Linked DNA regions of Mus musculus: regions 2 and 3 are each linked to region 1. A link is a contact called in public promoter capture Hi-C data. All regions are on one chromosome and are shown on one strand. The core of a region is the stretch at or near the end of the contact, and the rest is flanking DNA. Distances in the headings are between cores, read along the strand shown.

Region 1 (4,942 bases), core at 1,488-3,987:
GGTAGCACTCTGATTATTGGTAACAAAAAAGAAGGGATATAGTTGGAAGGTTGATGGGGTCGGGGATACTAGTGGGTGTTGGAGGGAGAGATGATGCTAGACGGACATGATCAAAATAGAAAAGTATGAAAAATTCAAAGAATTTGAATCTCAAGAATATGAGAGATGCCTGCCTCTGGCCTCTATAGACACTGACACATGTGTGCACATGCACCCATGTGAACACACACACACACATACACACACACACATGCCCAGTAAATAGAATACAGAATCCCCAACCTGCCTCCCCTGAGCCATATTCAGCTTCCTAAAAGCTACTTTCATTAATGGGTCAGTGTACACATTTTGGGATGTGCTCTTAGTCTACTTGCAGAACTCTAAGATTACTTCACATGTCCTTTGAGGTGAAAGACCAACCAACAACCAGCCGGCCTCTCCACCTCTCTTTTACCTCTCTCAGCTCCCTTCCAGTAGCTCTGCCCGAGCCCCCGTGACCTTGCTGAGCCTCACCCACACCAACAAGCTCCCTCCTCACGCTTCCCTACCTGCCCTCCTCCTCACTGGAATCTCTCTCTCCAGCTGCCTGGTTCTCTTGCCTACTCTCTATGTCTCTGCTCATGTGTGCTGCTATTTCCTGAGTGTCTTTTCTAAGGTGCCTACCTTCTTACTCCATACCCCTCCCCCCCTGCGCGCGCACACACATACCTCTGTACCGCACGGCACAGCAGAGATTCCACCTTCTGTTGACCGTTGTTCTCCTTCACTGAATGAAGCTTTACCAGAGCAGAGCGTTTGTCTATTTTGTTCACTGTTGTGTCCGTACTGCGTGGAACAGTGCCTGCCACACAGTGGTTGCTTAGTAAAGTGTAGACCGATGAACACACACATGACCCTCACCCATCCACATACTAACATATTCTATAATACAGGGTCCTGCTCTTGCTTTTCCAAACTCTCTGAGATCTCAGAACTTGTTGCTTGTGGAACGTCATCTTATTCTTCCAAATGTCTGTTAAGGGTATAATGGTGTTAGTGTTTAACTATTAGGCCTCTTGATGATATTTGGATATCAGTTCCCTAGCCATCGTGAACAGTGCAGTAGAGTGCCCTAGAGCCTGCCTGGCCTCCTTCCTTCCTCTTGTGCAGCAGAAGGACCCTGTGTGCTACATCCACTCCAGTAGTGACTTGCTTGGCAGGCCTAAAGGCCTGGAAGCAGTCATGAGGCAGAGAGTTTCATGGAAACTTAGCCTCCTGGAACCTTGGCATTCCCATAGCTAGAATGCCCCAGATTTGTCCCTGTGATATTGTGGAGGGTCTTCCATGCTTTCTTACAGTATTTTACTGGATAAGAATTAGAAATCTCAGGGCAAGCTTAGCAAAGTATACTTAGAATCTTCACTACAGTCAGGCATTGCAAACTACATCACATATTAGAAGAAAGTTGGTGAATTCTTCTGACAAATGGAGATTCCCTACAGATACTTAAGAACAGCCAAGTTACTCTCATATGCAAGAATTTACCAAAGCCTAGGAAAAAGGGGGGCTGTGGTATTGCATTATTCAGGATAAGGTCTGCTCCAGCAGAATGCCCCTGGTGCTAGCTTTCACAAGGCTCAAAGAAGTAGCATAAATTGTGACTAGGGTGTGAAATCCTTACCTGACATTAGCTGACTCTACCCAGGGCTGTTTTATCTTTACTGTAAACATTGCCTGGTTCCTGCCAGTCCTTTGAAGTCATTCCTCTGTTTTGTGTCAGATACTTCAATGTACCTTGCCTGTTGTGATACCCTACTCCTTTGTTTTCTGTATTATATAAAACTGATGCTAACTTTGACAAAATTACATCCAGATACAGCACTCCCTGGTGTCCTGTCTGTTTGTTACCCCCCTTCTCGCCAACTCCTTGCCCACCTGTAACCAGAACCCCGAAATTTCTTCCGCAGGTGGAGGGAGGTGGATTGGGGCTGGCCCACAGCAGAAGATTTCCCACAGATTGAGGGGGGCCGACTGAGCCCAGTCCGTGGCACCTGTGTATACTAAGCAAATGCTTTGCCTGACCCTTTTGTTTTTTCATTTTTATTCTCCCCTTATTGTTTTGCTCATTAACATAATCGTCTTTTTTGACCTTGGCTTGAAGGTGATATCTACTTCTGATTCTGATCCCTGATTTGCCTGACAAAATGGGAACAAATCATGGCTGCAAACCCCCACCACAGTGGCCAAAGTCATGCCAGTCACTTGGCTTTCCTTGTCACCGTGGACCCTATCTACTAGAGCTGTGCACCTGAATAAAGCTTTCCTCTCTAATTGCTTCTGTTGGGTAATTTGTTACACTGAGGAGAAAAGAAACACAGAAAGTAACAACCTTCTTCCAGCCCTCAGTTGTCCCAGGCCACATCGCTGCGTAGGTATGATAGGAAGGGCCAAAATTTGAGCTTTCCAGCTTAGTAGTTTCAAAATACTATCTTTAAAATAGGAAGGAAGGAAGAAGAAAGGCAGAAAACGCAAATCAGAAGAAAGAACGTTCACCTTCATTTTCTTGGTGATTGGCTGCTCAGGGTACACTGGATAGGCTGTGGGGCCACCCTGTGGCCCAAGCTAGAGCCTATCCACTTCCTTTAGCTCTTCTGCATTGTCCAGGCTTCCTGTGGCCCTTGTGTACAGTGGGAGGTTGGTATGAGGTTAATGTTTGGAGTGGGTGAGTGTAGGAAACAAAAGCAGATCTTTACACATTTGTCCTTCTCTGCTTCTTTCTAATAGAATCTTGAAGTGTCCACGGAAACAGGCTCCCATTGTGTGTCTCTGACCAGGGCCTTCTGAGCTGCTTTGAGAGATCCGGGAAGTAAAACTTGGCTCCTTGGAGAAGCAACTACAAGAGAGCCTGACTCTCGGGGACCCTTTCCTGGGAGTCATTTGAGTCATGTATTGGATACCTGTTCCCCTCCTCCAAACATCTCTGTGTTTGAATTCTGATACCACAGGCACTACAGGTGCTTAAACTTTGTTTCTTGTCCAAGATGTGCCCAGTCAGCTCCAAACAACCAGTGGCAATGCACAGATCCTGGACCCTTGCCTCCTATTTTTAGAGACCATGCTGACATTCAAGGAAGGGTGGCTGTGAGCCTGGGAGCTCTTCCATTTGGGTGAATGAGCTATGAGTCCTGTTCAGAGGAGAAGAAAGTCACCTGCCCTCATCCCAGTGCCACCTCAGCATCCTCCCTGGGAGTTCAAGTGTCAATCACAGCTCCCAAGCATCTGCAGGACCTGCACCAGGAGCAAGCCTCTTGGCCTGTGGAATATCTTCAGGGGTTGTTGGTGTTTGCCTTCCTCGGTGGAGCAGCTGGAGGATCTTGGCTCCACCCACACACGCCCACCAGGGCATGGCTCCTGTCACCTGATATCTGCATCACAGGCCAGAGGCAATGAGAATTATGGCTGCGTTTACTGAGTAGCAGACACGGCTGTGGACCATGTGTATTACATCACAGACTCCGTGAGGCGGCTGTTTATATTATCCCCATTTTTATCACAGCCATGTGTAGGGATTCAGTGAGTCTAAAAAAGGTCTTTAGCTCACTGTAAAATCTCAAGAGTGTTGGCAATTGCACACATCAATCAGGGACATTATGTTAGTAGTTTAAAATTACCCACTCACTAGTGGAGTAGTCGCACTTCAGAAACTGGCCATCACTGCAGTTCAGGTGTTTGTGTGCATGTGTGCATGTGTGGGTGTTTTGTGCCCTCCTCACTTTTATAAAAATAAATTAAAATTGGCCTCTCTATTAAAATCAATGTACTTAAAGAGGAGACCCTTCCAAAACTCTTTGATAGAGGAGACATCTTTTTCTGTAGCTTGCTGTCACCATATGGATCATAAAATCCAAGGAGAGAAGAGTGGGCTGTGCCTGCAACAACCTTGGCAGGGAGGCAGGAATTGCAATGATGGACAAGAGGGCCGAAGAATGCTAAGGTGCTGCCTAGCAAGCCAGTGGGGTTTGGTATCCCTGGAAGTGGGTGCCTGTGTCCTGCCATAACACTTCTGACTAAATTCTCAAAGGGAGCTATAAAAAGTTCATGGCATCTCCAAGGGATGCTGGTGTGGGACAGCCACTGGGCAGACTGGACTAAGTTTGAGAGAACAGGTGTCTCCTTGGTTTCAGGTTTCAGTTCTGTGTGGACTTCCCTGTGGGGACTCTGGAAAGGTACCAGGAAGCTTTGCTATTTTGGGTAAGAAGACGTGGTGTGATGTACAAATACCCTATGTAGTCCATCCTTGCCCCACACAAATGCCTGCATGGAATGCCACACCAGTGCCATTGCCACAACTTTCACAACAAAGTTTTCTTAACATAGCCTAAAACCAAGGTCTGTGTTGTATGGAATGAAAGTCAAGTTAGCATTTGTGTGGACCAAATCAAAAACAAAGGAAAAATTATTTTGTGTGTTTGTCAAGCAATTGAATGTTTGTGGAAGGTTATCTATCTATCTATCTATCTATCTATCTATCTATCTATCTATCTATCTATCTATCCAATCTATCTAATCTATCATATATCTATAATCTGCCTCTATCTATCTATAATCTATCATATCTATCAACTACCATCCATATCTATTTATCATCTATCTGCTTACATATCATCCATCAATCAATCATATATCTGCTTATCATTCATCTATCTATCCATCTATTATCTATCTTATGGTACTGGTTTTGGAATATAGGGCCTTACACATAATGGCAAAATTCTCTACCTCTTAGATGCATAGTAATCCTGGATGGCTTGTTCATAGTTCTGGGGTTTGGTTACAGCTATAAGTTGGGCATTTAATCTAAAAGTCCCAAATCCATAAGATACCAACATTGGAAATGTTTTGCATGTTAACGTGACTCCACAGGCAGAAGACTCCATGCTTGACCTCATATGATAGACTACCA
Region 2 (4,942 bases), core at 1,633-4,132, 1.8 Mb after region 1:
TTAAAGTAAATATATGAAACATGATGGTGAGTGTTGTCAACTTGACAAAATCTAGAATAATTTAGATCTCTGAGCATATCTGTAAGGGATTACCTTGTGTATATTAGCTGAGATGGAAAGACTCACCCACTGTGGGTGCCACCATTCCCTAGGCGGGGCTCCTAAACTGTGTAAGAGTAGGAGAAACCCAGTGATTATCAACATGCATGAGTCATAGCTTTGGATATTGACTGGGGATGTAAGGCGACAATTTCTTCAAGCTCCTGCCTTTTGTACTCCCTTGCTATGACAAACTGTAACCTTGAATTGTAGCCCAAATAAACCCCTCCTCTTGCAAATTGCTCTGGCTATTTTGTCACAGTGACAAAAATAAATGAAGACAGGGTGCTTTAAAGATTGGTTTAATTTACACACTTAATTTTAAATATCCTGTTACATAATTTTCCCCTTGAAGTCGCACTGGAGAAAATTATAATTCATGCTAAATTGGAATTTTAAATATAGTGATACTAAGATAAGAATTTATTGAGACTACTTGTTGAAATAAAATGTATCATAGACCAGATTATCATCTGTGAGAAAAGAAAGAAACCAAGACCTTATGGTACTACAAATGTTTTTCACTGGCAGTTTTTTGAGATGTATTTATTTCTTATTAATGTGTAAATGTGTGAATGTGATATATATATATGTATATGTATATATATACGACATGTGTATGCAGGAGCCTTCTGTGGCCAGATGTAGATGCTGGATACCTTTGAACTATTGCTACAGGAGTTGTGAGCTGCCATGTGCTGGAGCCATCTCACCAGCTCCATATCAAAATAGTGTTACAAATTTTTCATAAAAAATCCATATATGGTTAAAACATGATAAATAAAAAGCAAGCATCTGTGTACCTGTAAATGGATATCCATTCATTTCATAGACAGTATTTTGTATTAAAGTACTATTTACTCTGAGCCATGAATATGTATAATGCCTACATAGGTAAAAATGTATACATGTTTAAGTATAAATTGAAAGAGACGATAAAAGTTTAAAAATCATTTGAAAACAAGTTCTCCTCTTGAAAAGCACCCATGTGAAGCAAAATTTAGCTCCTATGTTAAAAAGGCATTTGTAATCTATGATGAAAGGCACAGAAGTCATTACAAACTATCTTAGGGTTGAAGATTTCAAATAAAAAACAAACAAACCTGACATTTGTAACTTGGTCTGAGACTCAGGCCCCCGAGTTCTGGGAGACTTGACCCAGGATTACTCTGACTGTTGCATTGCGAATAATGGCCAGTCCTCCCAGCAGGCCGTGCTTTTAGCTTTCTTTCTCAAGAGTTTGTGCTTAGAGGAGAATTTTGCTGTTCTGCACGATTTTACTTTGAGATAGATCTCTCAAATATTCTCAAATTCTCCATGTAGCCTAGGATACCCTTCAGTACACCATGCTGACTTAGCAACCCATGCTCTGAGATTTCAAATGTGAAGGCCACACCCAGCTCAAATCTCGGACCTTCAGAGCCTCGCCCATTCTGCTTTTAGTATCAGAGCTGCCGAATGCCAGAGATGATGGCTTGTTGGCAAAAAAAAAAAAAAAAAAAAAAAAAGCCAGCCGTATTTACTGTTTATTTATAGTTTCGCTCATCTCAGACAACTAGGACCTTCTAATGTTTCAGGGGCTCAAGAGTTAATGTCACCCCTCAGGCTAGATGGGAAATGGTTAGCCCAGTGGACTTTAAAAAGAGTTCATTCTCTGTGAATCCCAGAGAGAGGTGGCCTCATATCTGAGCAAAGGAATTGGAGGACAGACAGCACAAATCAGCTTGTTGGGATTTTTCTCTTGGTCTAGGTGTGTGAGACTCCTCAATTAGTGAGAGATATTTTAATTAATTCCCTGAGAATAATTTTCATTAGCACTCATTCATTCCCCTGTCTTGTCAAGGGACTCATTAGCATACTAGGGACAGTCCTTACTTTGAGCTCTGGCTGGATGGCTTAGCAGCTATGTGACATTTAGTGAATGTCTGAAAGAACACTTTATTTCACAAATTATGTTATGTTCCCTGTGCCTGGGAAAACACAGACACCAATAAATATTTGTGGACTCTGAAGTTGAACAGTTAAGGATCTGGCAAATGGGTCTTCTCTCTAGCAGCCTTACAACAAAGACAGTTGATGGAACGTTAATTTGCTCTTAAAGAAATTAACTTCATTTCTTATTCCTTTACTGTTCTCTTTTTGCTGGGTTTGGGGAGGGGTGGTCTGGTACTCCTGGTATTTTACAATTTAATCATCCCCAGTAGACGCCACGTTTTGTGTTTCTAGCTCTGCCTTTATTTGGCTGCTGAGTTTTGGGTTACTTAAGGGCCATATCTTTTTCTTAAACACAGGAAAACTGGATGTAATTTTATAGTCACTAAGTGAACAATTATTTACTCAAATTGATACTTGGAAAGCTTTGTCATGCCTACCATGCCTGCTCAACCAGCCTTGATAGGAACAAGGTGATGCTCTTAGTGGCTTGGAAGGAATGCGATAATAATACTCAGAATGATGCCTGCCTTTTGGTGATCACCCCTGCTTCTCTCTCTCTCTCTCTCTCTCTCTCTCTCTCTCTCTCTCTCTCTCTCTCTCCCCCACTATCTCTCCCCAAATGGTTGGGAAAGGGTGAACCATACATCAAGACATAAACTTCTATAGACCTCCCTACAGTAAGAATAACTGGACCCTCTCTCTCCTCCCTCTCTGAACAGTCAATGTAATCACACATCTCACCCCAGCTCTCCACGTGACAAGGAACACACACTGTCTATGTCCTGTGATCAATCCTTTGGGGAACAAGGAAGATGTGTGGAGGGTGAGGCTGCAGATTCCTCCAAGCTCACAATCTGTCAGCCCCAGTCTTAAGCCACCAAGTACCCCAAAGACTCCGGCAAGTTAGAACCCTCAGATGAAGTCTGGAATCAGAAGGGTTCTTCCTGACATTGCCTTAAGTCACAGAACAGTTGAAGTTACAGAACACACGCTGAGGTCACTACTGCCTCTTGCAACACAGATACTCAGACAGAGGATAAGGTTACATTCTGAGAGTGTGTGGTTTATTTATTTGTACTGTGTCAATGGTGTCAGCCCCCTGAGGATGTCTCCCTGAACCATGGTCTCCACTGCAGCTTCCTGTTCTGGTTTCTATTTAACAGGTTTCTAAACTTATTGTCTCATGAGGTTCCAATATGGTATCAGTCAAGTCTATTTCCTCACTGTTCTCTGTACTACCCTGATGGCCTGATGCCTCTTGTCTTTACATTCATGGGCACAGTGTCAGCCATGCAAGGGCCACTGCTGTGCAACAGAAGTTACTCCTACAAGATTCAACCTTCCTGGATCCCTCACCTGTCACTGGTGCCTGGCTGTGGTTGTCCTTGCTGATCTGTAACATCTCGAATACAGCTTTGGGATAAGGATTAACCCCATAAATTTTTCAAGGAGTTTTCTTCTGCCTCTCATGACACCCCATGCTTTTTTTTAAAAAATCATCTTTACAGTCTCCATCACCTACTGCCTTCTATAGTTAGAAACCAGCTGAGAAACTCTTTAATGATTTTTTCCTTTCCTTCAAAAACTTCAATAGATAAGGTATATAGACTAACCACCACATTGCATAAATTAATATTTGTGATCTGGGAAATAACGTCATTGGCTGATGCAAACTGCATAGGTGTTTTCCACAGCTCTTGTCTGAGCAGTCACTAGAATGTGAGCCATAGAGACCCATCTTTACATGCCCAGAAACAAGCCACTCTTGTGTTTGGACAAGTACGCATTTCCTTCTAGCTCAGGTCAGGTTCTGCTCTTGCCCTTGAGTAACAGGGATTCTGTGGGATCTGCTTTCACTTTGCTGGCTTTGACAGCTCTCCCAAGATAGTCATCATCAGCCTGCTACCAACATACATGCATCAAACTGATTACATATTTGTAGCAGTAAGAGAGAACAACAGGTAGAATATTTTATTTAAGTCTAAACTTCCATAAAAGGCTCTATCTACACAATCATGTGTCATCTCTGCTCTTAGTGTCCAGCTTGCTCTGCTAGACATTGCCTAAGATCCTTCTCTTTGAAGTGGTCAAACACCAACTCTTTGTTGGGTTTATTACCCAGAGCCCCACTAGTGACAGGGCACAATTCCAGACTTTCAATCTTGTTATGAGACTGAGTTTTAAAGTGTTTGGATTTGTAAAGACTGTGGTCTTTTAAAGCTTATAAAATCTTTTGTCTTATAGTGGTGATGTTAATGAGCAATCTTGTGGATGAACAAGAGAGGAAAGGCTATGATTTAACAATTATGTACTTGTGTATCAAGTTGAAAGGTGTTCAGTTGTCCTGGCTAGTTTTATATCAATTTGATACACGATAGAGTTAGCTAAAAGGAGGGAACCTCAACTGAGAAAATGCCTCCATAAGATCTGGCTGTGAGGCATTTTCTTAACTAAGGATCCATGGGTGTGTGCACAGCCCTTTGTGGATCGTGCCATTCCTGGGCTGGTGGTTCTGGGTTCTGTAAGAGAGCAAGACTAAGCAAGCCATGGTAAGCAAGCCAGTAAGCAGTACCCCTCCATAGCCTCTTTATCACCTCTTGCCTCCAGGTTACTGCCCTTTTTGAGTTCCTGCCCCGACTTCCTTTAATGATAAACAATGATATGGAAATGTAAGTGAAATAAACCCTTGCCTCCCTAATTTGCATTATGGTCATGGGGTTTCATCAAAGCAATAAAATACCTAAGACAGGGGCTGACTTTTAACTCTTCCACTTTCAGTACTACAGGGTGGGGGAACATTAGCACTGTCCCAGACACCACAGCTCTAACAGGCAGGAAGGATGTGCCTATGATCGCTTTAAATCTTCCTTCTGGCTGCCCGTACTACCCGTAGAACACCCCATGGAGA
Region 3 (4,942 bases), core at 1,223-3,722, 1.6 Mb after region 1:
CCTGTGTGGGATTGGCGATCAACATCTACATTTTGTAACTAAGGAACCAGTTGTCAACAAAAGTAAACGCATAGACAAATAAATTGCATGCCAAAGCTTTCATAGACTGATGTCTGATTGAATGTGGGTTATGAAGGACTGGCCAGAGGGAAGGATGATCTTTGAGCTTTGTTTAATCATGAGTTTCTTGATATAGACTGAAGAAGAGTTAAAAGGAAAAGCCAGTTCTGTTTTAAATATGTAGACCTTGAGACTCGTGGAACATCCGTGTTGGAAAGGCCTACTGGCTCCGTTATACAAAGTTATATTTCTATACAATCTATAAGCAAACTGAAGACAGCATTTGGACAATGCACAGGTCATGGAATAAGAGGAAATAAGGTGTGAAGAGGAATTGAAGATGGGTCCATTTGGGGCAAACATTCACCAATCTGATTGTCACTACCCTCACTCTTGGTTTAGGAAGAGAAACCACACAATAAAGTATATGTTACGTTCCCGAAATCTTGATAAATAGTTCCTACAAAGGTGAATTTAAAGGGATGAAAATAAGAGTAGAAATGGCTGAGGAAACATGCCGAACACTCACAGAGGGAGTTAGAAGGAAAAGGCCAGAGGAAAGGTTTCCATGAGTGGATCCAGAAACCAGGAAGTGCAGCCCTTCGCACCAAGCTACAAGTCCATCTCCAAGAGCCAATGCTGATCCAGCACTCACTCTGAGAAAGTAGAACATCATTGTACTATCCTCCTCTGTGTACCACAGATTTGCGTATTTTGGGTCATAGGATTTGGATATATTTTTAGTGTTTTGTATTGATGTTCACTTATCATTTGGATTAAAAATAACTTGTGATCAAAATCTATGTTTTGCATTTTTCCATGCAATTTCTGCAGTGACAAAATGATGATAGGAATACAATAACTCCTTGGGATGACGTTTTGATAGAACTTTAGCACACACACAAAATAAATAATACATAAAGTAATATTGTAGCTATGCACAGGAAGCCACATATTACTTGGCTCTGTTTAGATGAAAAAAAATTGAGACTTGGAAAATCTATTGAGGCAGAAAGTATAGCAGTAAACTGCCTAGCAATTAACTGGGAGGAATAATTTGGGTTTGAATAACATGGTAGTTAAAGGGTGTGGGGGTCTCTTGGGTGGTGGGGGAAAATGTTCAAAAATTGATTGTGCTGTATGGAAACTGAGGATGCTTTCAATGTATGTGTAAAGACCAACTGAAGTTGTGAATGAGTGTGTATTGTTGACATGGTTATTGCCATGTCAAGGACTAATGTCTCAGACTCATGGGACAGTGGCAAAGCTTTCCCAAGTTCTAGTTATCAGTATTGACAAATGACTGACCAGTGTGTGCAAACACTAGCAACTGCAGGTTCCTCCTCCTAGATATTCACAGCCTAAGACTGTTCCTACAGAGTCCTCCTACCAAGGCTAGCTAATCCCACCCATCTGTGCTGTACATAGTAAATGTGCTGAGGGTCTGGGGTTTTGCACTATTTGGTAGTTGGAGTTGTGAACTCCACTAGAGTTCATACACTCTACCTGATCCCAGACTTTTTGTAGGACTTTCTGTGTGTTTGTCCTTTCTTCATTCCCTCACCACCAAAGTCAGGTTTCCAGACCCTCAACTCATGGGAGGAGGTAGTGTTGGTGCTTACGTCATTCTGGATATGTTAAAATCTACTGAGTGGTATGCTTTGATGACTGGAGTGTATGTATGAGAATTATAGCTCAACAAAGATGTCACCAAAAAATACACTTACATGTTTTGTTCTTATCATGGTTTGAATATGCTTGGCAGAGGGGGTGGCACTATTAGGAGGTATGGCCTTGTTGGAGTAGGTGTGTCACTGTGGGTGTGGGCTTTTTCACCTAGTCCTAGATACCTGAAAGCCAGTATTCTGCTAGAAGCCTTCAGATGAAGGTGTAGAACCCTCAGCTCCTCCTGCACCGTGCCTGCCTAGATGCTGTCATGTTCCCACCTTGATGATAATGGACTGAACCTCACAACCTGTAAGCCAACCCCAATTAAATGTTGTCCTTACAAGACTTGCCTTGGTCATGGTGTCTTTTCACAGCAGTAAAACCCTAAGTAAGATAGTTCCCTGGATAAAAAGATATTTAAATGCAAAGTTTGAGAAGTCCTAAGTTAGAAGGATACATGAAGAACTTTGGCTGCAAAGAGGGACAGTGCTTTGTGCAACAGTGTCCATCAGGCCCAATAGGCATTAAATGGCTTGAGGGAGGAGTAGCAGTATTTGTGGCTCTTGGTACCACGTTGCCTGCAGCCCCAGTAGCATTTGGCTTCCTCTGTGTTGAATATTATTAGATCTTGCATTCAAAGCCAGTCACATGGGAGGAAAGCACACGCTGTACTGTTCAGGGCTTCCTGAGACATTTGCTTTATATCTAGACAGAAGCCAAGAAGAGCCGACACTCGAGCTCTGGCAATGTGGGTCTCCAGTCCAGTGGCCAGAGCTTTCTGTCAAAGATTAATGAAGTGTGGAGACGCCGGCTTTGTCTGTTCACCTGGCCACAAAATCAGCTGGCAGAAGCATGTCAACTTAATATCACTCTGCTTCCACACTCAGGAATGATCCCAACTGGAAAGAGTCAGGAAGACTGTGTCCAGGACTTGTTTTTTTATTTATAAAGAACAGCTTAACAACCCATCTAGAACATTCCATAAGCAATATTACAAGCTTTCTTTTTATACTTTAGGCATGGCGAAGACAGGACAGGGGGAGTGCGCTGTAATCACGAGTCAAATTTCAAAGTCAATAAGTTGAACCTCTGCGAGGCCCTGGATATTTTCTAAATTAATTGACCATCAAATTCTTACCCTCTACATCTGCATTACATTAGAGATCATGAAACTATTTGGGGATTTTTTGCTACTTAGAGCTAAGATTGCATGGGCATAATTCTTTGAGAGGGCCTGTTCCTTTTCAAACATTATTTTGAATTCATGGAAAGAAACAGGATTATCTGTTGTGTTTATGCATGGCTGTTCCAGTCTAAGGAGCTCAAAGGGCTTTGTACCATCTTGTCTCTCTCCATAAGGGGAACAGGAGACCAGCTGCTCAGTACCCAGTGCACATGAGGACTTTATGAAAGGTCATTGGGTGTGTGCTAGCAAGGTAATTTTCTTGTTTCTATTATTACTATTATCATCATTCATTCATTCATTCATTCATTCATATACTCATTCAAAACTAGATTTTGAAGATCTGAAAGGAAAGGAAAACAACCATCCTAGGCTAATAAAAGAGTCTGGCTATTAAAGGTAAATAAACCAAATAAATAGAGGAGAAATGAACCCTGTGCGTGGGTCACAGTGAAGAAAGCACGGGCTTCACACACGAGAGATCAAACGCTGAGCTGGCGGATCTAATGATTGAAATAGAAGTGAAAGAAAGAGAGAAGTTAATATAGAAGGAAAGAGTTGGAGAAAATTTCTCTTGTCATGGACAGCTAGACAAAGGTCCTGGGCTGAGAAAGAGTTCATTTTAGACAGATGGTCCAGCATGTCCAAAGTCAGTGCTTGGAAGACTGGTGAATCAGGACTACAAACAAGGCCTTGTCCATGGTGGATACAGTGCTGTAAGCTAAAGAGAAGTTCCTGCACCCTCACTATATCGGGATCCACACTCCAAGGGCACAACTGATCACATGCCTTGTATCACTCTGCGAGATGATGAGACACGTAACACTGTTATCACCTACCAGAATTGACAGACGAGATGGACAGAGGTAGTTTTCACTGCTTATTATACACAGCCAACAGTGTAATGCAGGCAGAGCGGCTCTGCACATACTCGGTAACCCTGACACTAGATCCAGGGCACCAAGGCCAGGGGACAAGAGGAGTTGGTGCTGCTTCAGCAAAACAGCAATATTCTTCTGGCTCCAGAAAGTTCAGAGATCTGTGCAGAGCCTCAGTGAAAGACTAGGGGCTCAGGCACAGCTTGCCAGGAGAGCGAAGAGGTGGGAAGGGAGGAGGGAGGAGCAGCAGCCAGTGTTCCTGGAGGGTCAGCAGAGGTTTCCACAGAGCAGCAATCCTGCAGAGGAGGCAAGCAATCAATTGAAAGGACTAAAGCCAGGGTCAGGAAGCGACTGAAGTACTTTCAGAGCTGAAATTGAATCCGAAGAGTAAAGTTCAAAGCCATAAGATACAACCTTCCAGGCTAAATCCCAGCCCTGCCCCCGTCATTGCAAGTATCAAGATGGTTATCAGTGTTAAAGGGAAAATCAATGTCTCCACTATTTTTAGAGTTTAGATGGAGGTCAGGGGGGGAAATCAATTGTAGAAAACTATGGAATGCTGTGATTGTGGTTCTTATTGCTCCCACACATCACAGCTTTGAACATGCAGAAGACCCCCATTGTACCAAAGTTTCATTAAGTTGACTCTGGGAACAGCCTGCTGATTTGGGTGGGAACAGTTCTAAGGTATGAACTCTGCGTGGAATGAGCCAGATGTCGCCTTGCTTACAGTCTGTCTTCTTGAGATCAGAGGTCTATGGTTTGAGTTCTGGGCTTTCTCCTCTTTCTAAAGATAATGCTCAATTTAACTCTGGGCCAGTGTGTGAGAGAAAGCACAAAGCAGAAAGGTCAAGGGAGGAAATGTCAAGTGGGAAACACCCTGGAAAGTTCTTGGGTTGCTTTCTCTGTGTTGGGATGTGAGCCTGTGGCTATTTTCCCTTCTTTTTTTCATTTTGCTCTGGTTTGATCCCAAGACCATGCCTTTTGGAAACAGACTAAGCTAGCAAGCCCAGTTCCCACAATGGCTTCCTCTGTGAGACCCACCCTAACCTCATGGCCAAGGCTGAGGACACACAGGAGCTCCAGGGAAACATGAGGAATCTTGCAAGCTGCTATTGTTATCCAGAATCAAAGAGTCCTGAGAAAATCTGAC

Evidence for each region. Promoter capture Hi-C pulls out the DNA fragments that hold promoters and counts their contacts.
Region 2: a contact with region 1 is called in a promoter capture Hi-C map of pre-B cells, with 6 times the contacts expected there. The contact joins the enhancer-like site here to the promoter of Cdrt4os1 in region 1. A contact is called at or near these places in 6 of 39 promoter capture datasets (cranial neural crest, frontonasal cranial neural crest, hippocampal neurons and 3 more) and 1 of 9 other capture datasets (embryonic stem cells).
Region 3: a contact with region 1 is called in a promoter capture Hi-C map of the C10 cell line, with 4 times the contacts expected there. The contact joins the enhancer-like site here to the promoter of Cdrt4os1 in region 1. A contact is called at or near these places in 6 of 39 promoter capture datasets (the C10 cell line, cranial neural crest, hippocampal neurons and 2 more) and 1 of 9 other capture datasets (embryonic stem cells).

The regions. Positions count from the first base shown.
Region 1 is chr11:63,001,397-63,006,338 of GRCm38.p6, forward strand. Cdrt4os1 (CMT1A duplicated region transcript 4, opposite strand 1) reads right to left here and starts at 2,738. Exons shown (of 3, transcript NR_126547.1): 1 at 2,533-2,738; 2 at 709-841.
Region 2 is chr11:64,779,024-64,783,965 of GRCm38.p6, forward strand. No RefSeq gene overlaps it. Among named protein-coding and RNA genes, the nearest start is that of Gm40025, 61 kb to the right of the region's middle. Within about 2 kb of position 2,883, at least 4 of the 459 cell types and tissues checked have an H3K27ac peak or open chromatin away from gene starts, as enhancers often do.
Region 3 is chr11:64,648,284-64,653,225 of GRCm38.p6, forward strand. No RefSeq gene overlaps it. Among named protein-coding and RNA genes, the nearest start is that of Gm30305, 69 kb to the right of the region's middle. Within about 2 kb of position 2,473, at least 3 of the 459 cell types and tissues checked have an H3K27ac peak or open chromatin away from gene starts, as enhancers often do.